2 separate regions of the Triticum aestivum genome follow, and region 2 is linked to region 1. The links are chromatin contacts, called in public Hi-C maps. All regions are on one chromosome and are shown on one strand. The core of a region is the stretch at or near the end of the contact, and the rest is flanking DNA. Distances in the headings are between cores, read along the strand shown. Region 1 holds the start of LOC123143192 (luminal-binding protein 2). Region 2 holds the start of LOC123143194 (transcription factor IIIA).

Region 1 (3,669 bases), core at 314-2,813:
AATCACACCAGCATCCTTGGTCGCCTGTCTCTGTGCATCATTGAAGTACGCTGAAAAGGAACAAATAAAAGTGAGCAAATGACATTCATAGAGTCCACAATTGGGAGTCAGCAACTGAATGTCACCATTACTAACCAGGAACAGTGACGACGGCGTCATTGATCTTCTTGCCAAGGTATGCCTCAGCGGTCTCCTTCATCTTTCCAAGAATCATAGCACTGATCTCCTCAGGGCTGAAGACCTTGGTCTCTCCATCCTTGATCTTGACCTGGATGTAAGGCTTCCCCTCCTTGTTCACAATCTTGTAGGGGACAAGTTTCATGTCCCTCTGCACCTCCTTGTCCTCAAACCTGGAAGAAAATGTTCAGAGGTCAGGCACGACAAATCAATACTGCACAAAGACGCTAAAGCAGAAGAACAGGAGAGTGCTATTACTTTCTTCCAATGAGACGCTTGACGTCAAAGACGGTCCTCTCAGGGTTGACAGCCGCCTGGTTCTTGGCAGCCTCACCGATGAGCCTCTCCCCATCGGTGAACCCAACCCATGAGGGCGTGATACGGTTACCCTGGTCATTGGCGATAATCTCGACATGACCGTTCTTGTACACACCAACACATGAGTAGGTGGTACCGAGATCGATACCGATCACGGTACCGAGCTTCTTGGCCTCCTCCTTTGCAGCACAAAGCGCAAACAGCGATCCTGAATACACAGCAGCAGTAGGTAAGCAACATTCTCAATTATTTAACCCAATCTCAATGGCACTGCACACAGACAGTTGCACAATTCAAAATATTAATACTAGTTGAGCTGATTTCAGTGAGATTCAATTCGACCACCATTGTCAATTATTATTATCTCAACGAAACATTTACCCCTAAGGCGCTACTTTTATTGTCACTACTACTACTACTATAATGAAATCATGCAAAGCCCTTTGCAGCTCTTGATCAAACTCCGTCCTAACATAATCATCAAGCGAGAAGCGGAATTGCCAACCTGTAGCAGTATCCTAGCAATTTTAAGGACAGATCGCGGCACCAATTAATGCAGCAGAACAATTGGACCATTCAAATCCGCTGGGTGCAGCACTAAAACTAAAGCCCTCCATTCGACGAACAACTAAACCACAGATCAAAGCGTCCCTACAGCAGGCATCGAAATCTAGATCACACGCCCGACGGCTCGCAAGCAACAATCCCGCGCGAGGTTCTCTAAATAACCACCAGCTCGATCCGTCCGTCGGCCCAGCAGCGGCGGGATCATCATCACCCGCGTCCGCCCCGGATCGAGCTCCGCGAACACGCAGATCTGGCGGAACAAAACGAAACAAGAGCAACGGGAAGAGATCGGGATCGAGATCGAGATGCCGCGTACCTGCGAGCAGGACGCCGAGCAGCAGCGCGGAGCCGCGGACCCGATCCATCGCCACGCCGACGCGCAACGCGATCCCTCTCCTCGCCTGAACTCTGGAGCTTCTTCCTCCTCCTCTCGGCCTTATCGATCTCCTTTGCGGAAGTGGGTTTGAGTTTTAAGGAGACTGCGCCGTGTGTGTGAGATTTATATACGGCGTGGCCAGATCCGCAGGCTGCCCCCGTCGCGCTGGGCGGAACGTCACGGGTCCAAGCTGGGCGAATCGGGGGACGGCACGTGGCGGCCCGGGCCAATCGGGGCGGGCTCTGTGCTGGGGTCGCCGCGGCCGTCCGTGCCGCCCATCCGACGGCCCCGACGCGCCCCCTCGACGCGGAGCGGCCCCATTGGCCAGCGTCGCGTGGATGGAACGGATGGATGGAGGATGCTTCTCGTTCGTTCTGTGCCGGTCGGTCCACGTCTGGCGGGTGGGCCCGCCCGGGGTTGCTTTTCTCAGGCAAGGGCGCAACGACTTGTCTGGTGTTTTCCAGAAGCGGAATGCAGGTTTCGAATTGGTACGTTGGGAGTTTCAACAAGAATCTTGCCGATTTGAGCCGTGGCACTTTGGATTATATTGAATTGAACTGAATGAAATTTAAGAATGCAGCGCGACGATCGCGTGAATGCACTTGTCGCGACGCCCAGCTCGAACGCGACAGAACAGGGGAATCGATGGGGCCACTCGGCAGTTTTGCCGATGCGCAAGGTCAGTGCTCCAGTTGTCGTCAAGCTAAGAAGTTAGCGAGCGTTACTAATTCGAAGCGTGGCAGTTTTGATTCTTAAATTCGATATGTTCTTTAAAGACTCCAAGAAGCGTGATGATCACGCGAATGGACTTGTCGCGACGCACAGCTCGAGCGTGAGAGAACAGGGGGCTCGATGGGCCCACTCGGTAGTTTCGTCGATGCGCAAGGTCAATGGTCTAGCTGTCGTCACGCCAAGAATTTAGCGAGCGTTACCAATTTGAGGCGCGGCGGTTTTGATTCTTAGATTGGATATGTTTTTTAAAGACACCGATAAGCGTGATGATCACGTGAATGGACTTGTCGCGACGCCCAGCTCGAGCGCGACAAATTAGGGGGCTCGATGGGCCCACTCGACAGTTTCGCTAACGCGCAAGGTCAGTGGTCCAATTGTCGTCACACCAAAAAGCTAGCGAGCGTTACCAATTTGAGGCGTGGCGGTTTTGATTATTCAACTGGATATGGTTTTTAAAGACACCAACAAGCTCGACGATCGCGTAAATGGACTTGTCGCGATGCCCAGCTTGAGCCCAAGAGAACAGGGGGTCGTTGGACCCACTCAGCAGTTTCACCAAGCGCAAGGGTACCGGTGTAGTTGTCGTCATGCCAAGGAGTTAGCGCACGTTAACTTTCTTAAATTTAAAATTATCCACTTTACGACACGTGAGAGGAATATACGATGCCACGTGAACACGGGTCAGTGGTCCAGCTATCATCACGCCAAGAATTTAGCGAGCGTTACTAATTTGATGCGTGGCGGTTTTGATTCTTAAATTGGATATGTTTATTAAAGACACCAAGAAGCGTGACGATCGCGTGAATGGACTTGTCGCGACGCCCAGCTCGAGCATGACAGAATAGGGTGCTTGATGGGCCCACTAGGACAGTTTTGCGGATGCGCAAGGTCAGTGGTCCAGCTGTCATCACGCCAAGAATTTAGCGAGCGTTACTAATTTGATGCGTGGTGGTTTTGATACTTAAATTGGATATGTTTATTAAAGACACCAAGAAGCGTGATGATCACGTGAATGTACTTGTCGCGACGGCCAGCACCAGTGCGAGAGAACATGGGGCTGTTGGGGATCGTAGCAGAATTTTAAAATTTCCTACGCATCACCAAGATCCATCTATGGAGTATACTAGCAACGAGGGGAAAGGAGTGCATCTACATACCCTTGTAGATCGCGAGCGGAAGCGTTCAAGTGAACGGGGTTGATGGAGTCGTACTCGTCGTGATCCAAATCACCGATGACCGAGTGCCGAACGGACGGCACCTCCGCGTTCAACACACGTACGGAGCAGCGACGTCTCCTCCTTCTTGATCCAGCAAGGGGGAAGGAGAGGTTGATGGAGATCCAGCAGCACGACGGCGTGGTGGTGGATGTAGCGGGATCTCGGCAGAGCTTCGCCAAGCTTCTGCGAGAGGGAGAGGTGTTGCAGGGGGAGAGGGAGGCGCCAGGGGCTGTGGTGTTGCTGCCCTCCCTCCCCCCCACTATATATAGGGACCCCTGGGGG
Region 2 (3,695 bases), core at 954-3,453, 170 kb after region 1:
CCAATCAACAGAAAAATACAGTGTATTGCCTTCAAGTTTTAAGCATAATACAGAAAAAAGGCATCCATAATAACAAGTCAACGCATAACAATATATGAACAGTGCATTAATCACAGTATTTGGCTACAAAATCCAAAAATTCTGGGACAAGACACAAGACTATCGCAGGAACTCAGAAAATCTCTTATATAAGTTATCAATGAAGAAATGGCCAGTATACAGATTTAGAATAAGAGTTCCTCATCCACAGAGATTAACAAGTTTTCTTCCAGAGGGGATGATCCAAGATCCATCTTTAACTGCCTATCAATTCCTTCCAAGGTGTCGTAAATTTCCCTTCGAGCATCATGTGCCTTGTCCTGTACCAAGAATTCGTGGACACCACCATCGACTTCAATCCAACTACACCCTGGTTTTTTGAAGATCTTCCTTGTCAACATTTGTTTTCTTATATCCAGAGCCTCTTTCCACCTATCTGATGAGGCATATATGTTCCAAAGAAGCACATAAACCCCATCATCCCCTGGTTCCCTCTTTATAATCTCCTGCCCGGCAATCTCAGCCAATCTATCATTGCCATGAACAAGGCATGCACTAAGAAGTGACCTCCATATAACAGTATCAGGTTCCACATCCATATCATATATCAGGGCTTCTGCTTCCTCTAGTAGCCCACCCCGTCCTAACAAATCAACAATGCATCCATAGTGCTCAAGCTGCGGTTTAATGTTGTAGATCCTACGCATTTTATCAAATAACTCTCTGCCTTGCTGTATTAACCCAGCATGGCTGCAGGCTGACAAAACAGACACAAAGGTGACACTATTTGGAACAATCCCAGACCTTAGCATGTCCTCAAAGAGCTCAAGAGCTTTTATCCCATCACCCTGGACAGTGAAGCTCGAGATCATGGTCGTCCATGTGAACGCATCCTTCAACGGCACTTCTTCAAACACAGTAAATGCCATCTCTATACTTCCACTCTTTGCATACATGTCCATCAGAGCATTGCTAACAATTATATTTGTGCTGATATTGAATTTACTTCCGTACCCATGAATGACGCGCCCAAGATCTAGAGAGCCAATGTCAGCGCAAGCAGATAGCACGCCTACAATTGTAACATGGGTAGGACGGTGACCCTCCAGCACCATCCTGCCGAAAATTTCTAGAGCTCGGATAGGCTGCTTGGCCTGAACATGGCCGGTCACCAGCGCTGTCCAGGACACCGTGCTCTTCACCGGCATCTGGTCAAAGAAGGACAACGCTGCATCCACACCGACACACTTCATATACCCATGCAGCATGCTGCCCCAGGTGACCTCGTCTTTCACCGCCATTTCGTCGAACACCCCTAGCACGCCCTCGAACCTCCCACACCGGCAATACATATCAACCAGAGCATTGCCGACGACCAGCTCAGAGCCCAACCCGCAACGGAAAATGAGACCATGCACCCCCAAACCAGCGCGCAGATCCCCAGCCCCGCCGGACGCCGAGAGCGCACCAACAACCACAAAGCCATCGGGGCGGTGGCCCGAGGCGACGGCGCACGAGAAGGCGGACATGGCCTCGTGGTGCTGGCTCAGCTGGAGGTGGAGCGACATGAGGCTGGTGTAGGAGACGAGGTCCGGGCAGGGGATCTCGCCGAACAGCCTGCGCGCCTCGGCGGGGCGGCCGAAGTCGGCGTAACGCCGGAAGAGCGTGCACGAGATGGACTGGTTACTGGGGTGGAGGCCATGGGTGACGGCCCGGGCGTGGATTCTCTCTAGCTCCCGCAGGGATCTGCAGTGGGCGAGCAGGTGGTGGCACACGCTCCTGTTCATCCACCTCCCCTCGGACCGAAGGAAGCCACCTGGAATTGGAGCCGACGTTACTGGGAAAACTAGCAAGCGATCCACTCTACTGGGGATCATCAGCGACGAATCGCCGCAGCTCGTCGCGGGTCTGGACAGATGCAAGGAGAAATCTAGGCGCGCTCCGGGCATTTTTCAGCTCGTGGAATGAAATGCAGCAGTGCTGACGATTGTTCGGACTAACCGCGGGGGATTCATGGCGGGGAGAGAGGGAGGGCGGGGACAGGTGCTCACCGTGGACTCGGAGGGTGGAGTCGTCGGCCGTGGGGGGCGGAGCTGGGGATGACGCTGGCTCGTGGGCAGTGGGAAGGCGGCGGCGGCTGAGGGAGGGAGTGGTTTCCTTGGCTGTTGCGGAGGCTGGCTGGTGCGTCTTTAAAACCCTAGCTCGCCGGTGTCTTCCTGGGCCTAGTGGGCTTGCAGCGGATGGGCTGACGTCTGGAAAGGCTCCCACGCGGCGGGAAGCTGCATATATTCCCGCCATGACACACCAGCTAAGAGTTATCTCTTTTTTCTAAAAAAAACTCGTGCTTTATTCATTAAGAAATTACCGTCACACCGTTTATGAGGATGGTACAGCTTCAACATTTGGCTCCTCAAACCAAACAGAAATGAACGAAAATCTGGCCAATCTGGCGAGTTCATGGGCAACTTTATTTGATTCTCTGTTACAATGCTCGGATTTAGAAATAGTAAAATCACAGGCTAAATAAAAGCAATCATTAGAAACTGCCGCCGCTGCCCCTGATGATCATCCTCCTTCTGTCATGGTATCAATCACCTCCATGTTCTCCAAGTTAATAATAATGCAATTGCATCCTGTCCTTTGTGCTAGGGACGAACCAAATTTTAGGGCCAGAGCTTCAGCCATCAGAACATCTCCGTACCAGTCAATCTTACCATTACCCCCAGCAATAAATCTACCTTTGTCGTCTCTTAAGGCTGCTCCCATCGTACCCCTGAGTAAGTCATGGTCAAAAGAAGCATCAACGTTAAGTTTAACAAACCCTACCGGAGGGCAAGACCATCCCCCTTTTTTCATGGAGGCCTTTTGTGAGGAAGCGGTAACAAAAGTGGCCATAAGAGCTCGGATTCCCATTGAAATCTGGTGTGCAATTTGAGTTGTCTCCTTGTGAATCAATTTACGCCTTTCCCACCACATGTACCAGGCTGATATGGCAATCATTCCATGTACATTTTGGATGCCTATCATACACAATTCATGATCTGGCATTGAAAGTAAATATTTCAAAACCGCTTCACTCGCACGATCTACTGGAAAGCTCTATCGATAATATCATCCATCTCCAGCCTTCTCCACATTTCCTTTGTTGTGTTGCATAAAAATAGCAGATGCTTTGTATCTTCTAGTCCATCCGAGCAGACAGGGCGATTGGCCGAGACTTTCACATGTCTATTGTCTACGCAACATGGAAGGGTGTCATGTAGCGTGCGCCAATTTTTTTTAACCTTTGTCGGGCAAGAGAGTTTCCATAACCTATGCCAAATAGGATTAACTTTGGTACGTCCCATTCCATTTGTGTGTCGCAACTTATTTTCATATTGATGATCTCATTCCACAAAATAAGCAAACCAAACCGAAAACATACCATTTTGTGTGAAATTCCAAGCGACGAAATCTGGCATATCATGTTGCAAGATAGGTATTGTGAGTACTCGTTGTACATCTATAGGCCACATCGTTTGCCTGAGTAGATCTTCATCCCAAGTATTAAGAATAGGGTCAATCAAGTCTGCTACCTTGGATAACAACCGAACTCTCCTAGGAGTAATGATTTTTCTGTTTGCACAATTTGGAATTCAGGCATCCTCCCAAATGTT

The links. A called contact is a pair of places that touch in the nucleus more often than the background predicts.
Region 2: a contact with region 1 is called in a Hi-C map of leaf, with 6 times the contacts expected there. The contact joins the promoter of LOC123143194 here to the promoter of LOC123143192 in region 1. A contact is called at or near these places in 3 of 5 Hi-C or Micro-C datasets (all in leaf).

The regions. Positions count from the first base shown.
Region 1 is chr6D:25,210,496-25,214,164 of IWGSC CS RefSeq v2.1, forward strand. LOC123143192 (luminal-binding protein 2) reads right to left here and starts at 1,564. Exons shown (of 8, transcript XM_044562034.1): 1 at 1,379-1,564; 2 at 436-703; 3 at 136-350; 4 at 1-50. The coding sequence starts at 1,427.
Region 2 is chr6D:25,382,466-25,386,160 of IWGSC CS RefSeq v2.1, forward strand. It overlaps LOC123143194 (transcription factor IIIA), which reads right to left and starts at 2,204. Exons shown (of 7, transcript XM_044562036.1): 1 at 2,091-2,204. It overlaps LOC123143193 (pentatricopeptide repeat-containing protein At2g22410, mitochondrial-like), which reads right to left and starts at 2,197. Exons shown (of 2, transcript XM_044562035.1): 1 at 2,091-2,197; 2 at 161-1,855. The coding sequence starts at 1,826. The coding sequence ends at 225.